2 separate regions of the Zea mays genome follow, and region 1 is linked to region 2. A link is a contact called in public Hi-C data. All regions are on one chromosome and are shown on one strand. The core of a region is the stretch at or near the end of the contact, and the rest is flanking DNA. Distances in the headings are between cores, read along the strand shown. Region 1 holds the start of LOC100284371. Region 2 has its middle 180 kb from the start of LOC109941549.

Evidence for each region. Hi-C and Micro-C count contacts between places; a contact is called where the count stands out from the background.
Region 1: a Hi-C map of tassel shows a contact between it and region 2, with 1.8 times the contacts expected there. The contact joins the promoter of LOC100284371 here to the enhancer-like site in region 2. A contact is called at or near these places in 2 of 25 Hi-C or Micro-C datasets (ear and tassel).

Annotation. Positions count from the first base shown.
Region 1 is chr8:65,922,262-65,926,724 of Zm-B73-REFERENCE-NAM-5.0, forward strand. LOC100284371 reads left to right here and starts at 3,070. Exons shown (of 4, transcript NM_001157266.1): 1 at 3,070-3,463; 2 at 4,063-4,451. The coding sequence starts at 3,361.
Region 2 is chr8:65,661,120-65,666,032 of Zm-B73-REFERENCE-NAM-5.0, forward strand. No RefSeq gene overlaps it. Among protein-coding and RNA genes, the nearest start is that of LOC109941549, 180 kb to the left of the region's middle. Within about 2 kb of position 2,527, at least 13 of the 20 cell types and tissues checked have an H3K27ac peak or open chromatin away from gene starts, as enhancers often do. A contact at or near this core is called in ear and tassel, where this site is marked.

The DNA of each region.
Region 1 (4,463 bases), core at 1,820-4,319, 260 kb after region 2:
CGGGGAAGAGGGCGGGGTGAGCTCGAAGGTTGTTCTTCCACCACGCGGGGAAGACGTCGTCGATTTCGCCGCCGGCGGGCGGGCTGTCGGTCGCCATTATCGCTGTCGCCCGGTGGTGGAATGAGTATCATGTCGTAGCTGCCGTCGAGGGACATGAACTCAAGACTCCCGAAACGGGGCACCGTCCCGGGTTGGAGAGGTTGCTGGAGACTGCCCATCTGGAGCTTGACGGGAAGCTGTTCGTCAACACGCAGCAGGCCCCTACCTGGCGCGCCAACTGTCGGCGTTTCGAGACCGGGGGGTCCCTAAGCCGACGAGTGAAATGTCGCCGCGTGCCCCAGCCCATATGGGTCGGCGCGAGGCCGAGCGTGAAGGGGGGAAGCGAGGTGGCCGGAGACAGGCGTGAGAGAGGTGGAAATCCCGCAGCCTTCGTGTTCGTCCCGCGCCCAGATCGGGTGCGCTTGCAGTAGGGGGTTACAAGCGCCCACGCGGGAGAGGGAGCGAGCGGCCTCACGCGAGCGCCTGTCTCGTCCTCGTCCCCGCGCGACCCACCCTCTCTAAGAGGGCCCTGGTCCTTCCTTTTATAGGCGTAAGGAGAGGATCCAGGTGTACAATGGGGGGTGTAGCAGAGTGCTACGTGTCTAGCGGGGGAGAGCTAGCGCCCTAAGTACATGCTGTTGTGGTAGCTGGAGAGATTTTGGCACCCAGCTTGGTGTGATGTCGTGGCCGTCGGAGGAGCGCTGGAGCCTGGCGGAGGGACAGCTGTCGGAGCTGTTGAGTCCTTGCTGACGTCCTCTTGCTTCCATAAGGGGGCTGAGAGCCGCCGTCGTCACAGAGTATGCGGGGCGCCATCATTGCCTATCTGGTGGAGCGAGCCAGATGGGACGCCGGTCTTGTTCCCTGTGGCTCGAGTCAGCTTGGGGTGGGGTGATGATGGCGCCTCTTGTTGACGAGGCTAGTCTGCGCCCTAGGTTGGGCGATGTGGAAGCTCCTCCGAAGCCGAGGTTGAGTCTGTCTTCCGTGGCCGAGGTCGAGTCCGAACCCCTGGGTCGGGCGAGGCGGAGGCCGTCGGCTGAGGCCAGGGCGGAGTCCGAGCCCTGGGGTCGGGCGAAGCGGAGTTCGTCGTCTTCTGGGGCTGAGCCCAAGTCCGAGCCCTGGGTCGGGCGGAGCGGAGTTCGTCGTCTTCTGGGGCTGAGCCCAAGTCCGGGCCCTGGGTCGGGCGGAACGGAGTTCGCCGTCTTCCGGGACTTAGCCCGAGTCCGAGCCCTGGGTCGGGCGGAGCGGAGTTCGCCGTCTTCCGGGACTTAGCCCGAGTTCGAGCCCTGGGTCGGGCGGAGCGGAGTTCGCCGTCTTCCGGGACTTAGCCCGAGTCCGAGCCTTGGGTCGGGCGGAGTGGAGTTCGCCGTCTTCCGGGACTTAGCCCGAGTCCGAGCCCTGGGTCGGGCGGAGCGGAGTTCGCCGTCTTCTGGGACTTAGCCCGAGTCCGAGCCCTGGGCCGGACGAAGCGGAGCTTCCTATGGTGCCTCCGGCTAGGCCTGACTGCATGTCAGCCTCACTCTGTCAAGTGGCACCGCAGTCGGAGCGGCGCAGGCGACGTTGTCTTTCTGTCAGACCGGTCAGTGGAGCGGCGAAGTGACGGCGGTCACTTCGGCTCTGTTGGCTGAGGGGCGCGCGTCAGGATAAAGGTGTCAGGCCACCTTTGCATTAAATGCTCCTGCGATTCGGTCGGTCGGTGCGGCGATTTAGTCAGGGTTGCTTCTTGGCGAAGACAGGGCCTCGGGCGAGCCGGAAATATGTTCGCCGCTGGAGGGGGGCCTCGGGCGAGACGGAGATCTTCCGGGTTCGGCTGCCCTTGTCCGAGGCTAGGCTCGGGCGAGACGCGATCGAGTCCCTCGAATGGACTGATCCCTAACTTAATCGCACCCATCAGGCCTTTGCAGCTTTATGCTGATGGGGGTTACCAGCTGAGAATTAGGAGTATTGAGGGTCCCTAATTATGGTCCCCGACAATACTATTTATAGAATAAAGTTTAAAATAGGTGATAAAATAGAGAATCTGTTAGATATGACTTTAATAGTACTCCATTCGTTCACAAATGTTTGTCGCTATGATATTCGTGTCACCCAAACTTTATTAAAATTGACTAGATTTATTGAATTTATTAGCAACATTTGTATTTTCGAATAATTTTACTAAAAATAGATTCAAGGACCTAATGATACTAATTATGTATCATAGATATTAATATTTTTATATAAATGTGGTTAAAGTTAAAAATAATTGATTAGTAGGGAAAAGGCAGCCGGAAAACGGGGACAATCAGATAGACAGCGCGGGTTTAGAGATGGCAATGGGTAAATACCCACCGGGTATTACTACCCCATACTCATACCCACGACAAAAAAATAACCCCACCGGGTCACCCATATACACTGGTGGGTATGGATTTACCCCCATACCCATACCCACGTGGGTATGGGTCACCCATCGGGTCACCCGTACCCACAAAAATTAAACATCTATCAAAATATTATATTATACAAATATCAAGTATATCCATCTAAATACCATTACAAAATTTCTAGCATCATTTAACCATCCATTCAACACACATTGGGTGAATTACATGTTCCATTACCTGGTCATTAAATTGTCGTTAAGCCTTCTATGACATAATGACCTAAAAGATTATTAAATAGTAAAAAAGATGGATGACTAAAGTCTAAGTTCATGCTTGAGCTAAGTTTATATTGGGTATTTTATACCCACGGGTTAACGGGTATGGGTGAAGGTGGAACGTTCTAATACCCGTTTACCCATTGGGTGAAGATTTTTGCCCAATAACAGACCCACGGGTAGAATATTTAGCCCACATACATACCCTAATGGAGTAAATACCCATCGGGTATCGGGTCGCGGGTACCCATTGCCATCTCTACGCGGGTTCCCTCTTCTTCCTGAGGATGTGCGTGTGTTTGTTGGAATTTTTCAGAGGAAGAAGGGAAAAGCCTAGGAAAGCCACCGCTCACCTTCTCCGGAGCACCCCCACCACCAAACACAGCTAACAGCTTGGTGGGATGGGGGGAAAAGGCTTCCCTTTGGCTTGCCTGTGAGTGGGATCTCTTCTTCCTCCCCCAGAGCCCCTGCCCTCTTCCGCCGACAGCGAGAAAGCACGCGGCGCACAGCAACACGTCCCTGCCGTTCCTTTTGACTCCGGGGATCCCTCTCCTCCTTGCCTGCCGAGGAACCCACTAGCTTCCTACTACTTCCCCTCCGTCCTCTCGATCCCTCTCCCCGTTCCCTTGACCACCCGAGCATCAAGTGGCGGGGAGGGAACGCGGCGGCGCGGGCGAGGACCGATGGAGAAGGGGAGCGCGCCGGCGATGGCCCTGGCGCTCGCCATGCTTCTCGCCTGCTCCAGCATCGCTGCCGTCACGGCGCAGGAGACCGAGCGGATCGAAGGTACGCGGCGGCGGCGCGACCCCTCTATGCTTGTGTTCCTTTCCATCTTGCTTCTGATCTAGATGAGCACGTTCTTGTCAGTTTGTAGGGATCGAGCTACTCGTATTCTCTAGTGTTCTTTTTGCTCCTAGTACATACGTTTTCTCTAGTGAATTGGCAAAGCAAGAAGTTAGTATGACAGCTTGAGCTGTTTGGCCTCTGAACCCTGAATCCATATGCTACTGGGTTACAGATAACCAGAATGCAGGTTGATCCTTCGGTGTCCTTTTCATAGTTATTTGATCTGGTTAAAAACACCTTTTTTATCCGAACATCCTGCTCCTGCTGACATACACGCTTCAATTTTTTGTCGTTGACCAACTGATGCACTCTGTAGTGCCAAGTAACCCATCAAGCTTGACAAACAGGATCGTACTCAGTGGAGCATTCGATAGTACATGATGATAACCATCATTCATTCAGTTTAACATAGGCACACAATTCGTTTGAGACATGCAGATTGCTTAGCTAGCGGACCGTTGCTTCAGGGTTTTCTTAGCTAGGTATATTCTTTTCCCCACTTTTATGCTAGCCCTAATGCCGTGGCCAACAAAATGCAGGAAGCGCTGGTGATGTGTTAGAAGATAACCCTGTTGGGAGGCTCAAGGTCTTTGTCTATGATCTCCCCAGCAAATACAACAAGAAGCTGCTGAAGAAGGATCCTAGGTGCCTGAACCACATGTTTGCCGCCGAGATCTTCATGCACAGGTTCCTGTTGTCGAGTGCTGTCCGAACTTTTAATCCTGAGGAAGCAGATTGGTTCTACACGCCCGTATACACGACATGCGATCTCACCCCCAAGGGTCTTCCCTTGCCTTTCAAGTCTCCTCGAATGATGCGCAGCGCGATCCAGCTGATTGCTACGAATTGGCCTTACTGGAATAGATCAGAGGGCGCTGATCATTTCTTTGTCACGCCCCATGACTTTGGTGCTTGCTTTCATTATCAGGTACGATGCTAG
Region 2 (4,913 bases), core at 1,277-3,776:
AGGGTAGTGACCAAGTCTTCATGTCCAAAAAGTAACGGCGATCTGAATCGATTAATACCCAGCTAGGGATCTCCAATCATGTGACCAGTTAAAAGGTCCTCAATCATCAAGCCTACATCGAGACGGTCCTTAATCGACTCAGACGGAGACACTACACCGAGACTCCCTTCTCGTGCAAATCAACCGCCTGGTCTCAGCTTTATTATTTTCAACCAAAAGTTTGGTACCTGGCAGAGGTACATCTTTTCTGATGTTGAACCCATCAAGGCCTTTGACAGATTCACCATCATAAGTGTTTTCTTTTTGAAAACATTCCCACCCACTGAAGCATCACTTTTGTTTTAAAATAAAACATTTTGTTTTTTAGAGCAAGGCTAAGCATCATAAAATCCTTTTCAAAAAAGGGTGTCAAGGAAGGGTAATCAATTTTCCAAGGAAGGAAATGCATCAATTGTTTAGCACACAACTCCTATCACCTAATGCATCAAACAAGGTGATAAAAGATTTTAAACAGCAAAGAGGTGACAAATGCACCGGGGCTTGCCTGGAATAAACACTACGTTAGTGTTGTTAGACGTCGATCACTTGACGACCATCTTTTGTTCTGATACTTGTTTCGTCTGTCCATCTTCAGATTAGTTCATTAGCTTCATCTTCTGGAGAAGTTCACGTGTAGCGATATCTTGTGGTCGACTCAGTTCTGGTTCTTCACATCACGTGGTTAATTCACGTACCAGAATGAAATGCATTATGCACATGAATGCATTTAGACAGGAATATTACAAACCTAAATAGTGCTACGCGATAGCGAATTAAACACCTAGCGGCGAGGCGTTGTACAAGTTCATATGGAAATACTAGTTATCGATATACGACTACGCGTAATAATTACGCTTCTCTAGATTAACCGAATCTAACGCAAACATCACGAAACAACAAACTATACACATTTAATACAATTAGCCTAAACACAACTTATCTAATTAATTAAATTCTAAACTTATCCCTCGTTTTATAAATTATACCACATCGCTCACTAAGAATTATATTTAATTTTATTTCACACCTCATATATTTTACATGTTAACAATTAATCAAACATTTCAGGTTTGACTACCAAAATATCCTACAAAATTAACGATGATAGCCTTATTGGATAATCGTTTGTATTACTAAATCAATTCTTCACGCTATTAATTCTCCTTACACAATAATCATTTTAAACTTGAGTTTCGCGTGACACGACCACTTTATACGTATGTACACATTCCATTGATGCATGAAGCGAGGCATCACGACATACATCTTATACCTCGACAACGCACCCGTGTTAAGAATAAAACAATCTTCACGAACAACTAACTCAACCAATCCATTCATGAGATCAGTAAATAAAAATAGCAAATCAGCTTACCGTTCCAACAGCTGACACGAATCTGCGAGATCGGTAATGATTCTCCGATTCTGCCATTACGTCAAGCACGTGGTGAGCACCACGCGAGATTTATTGCTTTATCCGAATTCTCGGGATCGTTTGACGACGCAAGGGATGTCGACGAGTTGGAGGCCTCCAGGGTCGAACATGACAGGGGCTTCGGAGCTCAGTACAAGTGACGCAGATCTGGAGGATAGATCGTCGGGATCGACTCAAATAGCGTAAGCATGTCCATTACTCAGGGCTCTCGTAGGGCTCTCGTCGAACACGAGATGCACAAGCCGCGACATCGGTAGCGAGTGAGGTCGACAACAAGGGCAGGACTGCACAGATCAGGGCTGCTGCACACACGACGCAACGACGACAACCAGCCAGGTAGACGACGTGATGAGGATTAAGGCCGAGCGAGCCGAGAGGGCACGCTGGCGAGCAGGAAATAGCCGCCGTGGATACAAGGAGAGCGCGCGGCACTGGGCGCGCAGGGGAGCACGGCATGGCGTAGACGCCAGAGCGCGCGACGCGTGCGCAGGAAGCAGCGGCGGATGCGCACGACCAAGGCACCAGAGGAGAGCTGCACAGCCGGCGAGCTGGAGCAGGGAGCTCGACGCGGCTAGGACGCGACGGCGAAACAGAGCTCACGGTAGCTGGGAAGCAAGCACCAGAGAAGGGCAGCGACTATTTCCTACAGATATCCAAGGAGAGGTCACGACCATGGGAGGAAGGTTGGGGCGCGCAGGAAGAAACCGGGGAAGCCAGGGGCAAGCCAGGAGCTCCAGCCGAGCGCTGAAGAGGCTGGGCGCGGTCCGCTCGGGGCACATCGGCCATGGCAGGGGAGCAGGGAAAGAGTCCCCCGGCGAGCAGAGAGGGATGCCGAGCAGGGAGCTCCGACCGACTGGGAGAACGCCGGACAGAGGAAATGGCGCATGGTGAAGGGAGCAAGCAGGAAGATCCGGCCAGACGCCGGGAAGAAGAGGCCGCCAGGGCGAGCCAGGCGCGCGCGCGGAGGGAGATGGATGAGCGGCTGCCATGGGAGAGACGCTCGGTTCAGAGGAAGGAGAAGGAGCGCGTGGGGAAGAGATAAGGAGAGAGAGATATCGACGCGACCAGATAAGGGCCAGGCAAACAAAAATCAATAGGGGAGCCCGGCGGGAGATCAGGATAGAGACGGCTTGATGAGAAAAAAAAATCAGAGAAGATATTTTCTTTATTTTTTTATTCTTTAATCCTTTCCCAATGTATTTTTAACACATTAATTATTCCCGGTTTGAATCTCATGACTATGATTCGTCTAGATTAGAATTTATACTGCCATATTTTAAACAATCTGTGTTTGACTCTCGAATTTTAAATTCAACGCACGTCAATCTGAATCATTGCGACACGAGCCGCGAAAATCTAATCTGAGTTCTAGAGTTAGGATTTAAATTGAGCCGAGAAGCAACAGACCGAATTAAATGGATTTCGGCTTCGATAATTTACTCTACGTGATTCGACTAATATTAGCCGAAACCATATATGATAATGCACACATGATTTTGTCACCAAAATAGCGTGCTGAAAAATGAATGGGATCATAACCTCGCGCATGATTTCTCAGCTCACGAGCAGAGACGGAATTATTTCACCCCAAAAACTTAGTCGTCGAGTTCTAAATAATTTGTTTGGGGATAAAAGCGTAAAAGGAGGTCGAGCTTCCGAATTCGTATTCGCGCGAGCGATGAATTTTAAATAATCACTGGGCACACCGATTTTCGGAACAACGATGTTCCGAACATCACGAAAATTTAGGACGAGCCCGGATAGATAAAAATGATGTCGAACTCGCGACAGACAAAACAGATGCGATATTAAAATCACGATAGACGAAAATGATTAAAATTTGGCATCCGTTATATCCACTGATATTATGTGCTTAAATCCATACTCGTTGTCGAGCAGACGGTAAACACCTGGGGTGTTACAGCCCCCCCCCCCTTAAAAGAATCTCGTCCCGAGATTCGAAACGAAAGACTTCTAAGAGTAGAGAAGCATGTAACCCATGTCCATATCAGCGGTAATCATAAGACAGTCCTGAGCGAAGGCGAGTGCCTCAGAATGTTGCTTTCTCTAGTGGACATATCATGTATCACCTTAGCTAATTTAGAGATGTCCACTAATAGAGACGATGTCTGCCAGAGGAACACCTAAGGTTCCATGTGTGTAGTTTGCTTTTTCAAATGACACTGTACTATCTGAGTCTGTTGGGCAAGCGGTAAATACGCGATTTTACTCAAACAGAACCAGATGCAACCTCTTGGGTAAAACACACAGAAAGGGGTTTACCAACAAGTGGTCACAGTATGTTCATAGCACACGAGACGAGTGTGAAGGTTGAATAACATCACAGTTGACCCATGGCTAGCCCAAAAATCCAAGTTCAAGAAAATGATAGAGACTCGGTAAATATCAATGAAGAGATCCGTTGATGTTGACTTCGCAACCAATCCATTTTATCAAGCACTAACCATAGTTCGACTTGATCACACATGCTGGAAAAGCACACGTGAGGCGATTGAGGCATGACTAGAGCGATGATTAGGTGGTTACTGGCCGACTTAATCTCGATTCTTGTAAGTACTTTCTTTAGGGTGGGTTGAACCAAAGTGAGTTTAGACAACTCGACAAAACGATCTCTAAACTCAGCCTTTGTTCATAATGCAGTTACAAGTTAGTAAAACCAACTTGTTGAACTACTTTTGACATTGAGTAATTTCTCTTATTACCCATCGGCAATCCAATAGTCGAGAGTTCACTCTGGTTAACAAGAGATCGTGCATTTGGGTAGAAATTCATTTGGTCATGTTGCTCATCCATTTCTTCATGCGAGATGAACCGACTTGGTTAAGGAATACAGGGATTAAATAAGAGAGCGAATGAACAAACTCCTGCATCTCAGCATCAGGGAGAAACATATCTCTAGTTTGAGAGCTAGCCAGCTGTTTTCCAACACTAAAAAGCTCGAAGGCTTCACCTTTACACAAAGGACGTAAAGGGAACTTGTATTAGTAGTCACTACTAAGATCAAAGAAAAGAGGCCACACATGAAAGTTGTAATACCTAAAATGTATACATGGATACTATATTGGATATTCTTATTTTATGTGCCATATTTGCATCATAAAAAGAGCATACATATAATTAAGAGTGATTAATTAAAACAAATAATACTAAAATAAAATAAAGTGCATCTTGTTGGAGTTTTATATGTTTGTGCATTAAATAAAATAATAAGGATAATGATAATAAAATAATAATTCTAAAGGTTGGATTAAATCCTAAATAAAAATTAGGGTTTTGAAAATAAGAAGAGAAATGATATAAAAATATAAATAATATAATTATAATCCTAAAATTGGTATTTTAAATTTCACAATGTGATTTGAGAATAAATTTGGTACAAGTTTGAATTCAAAATTCAAATTGGATTTGAAAATAGAAA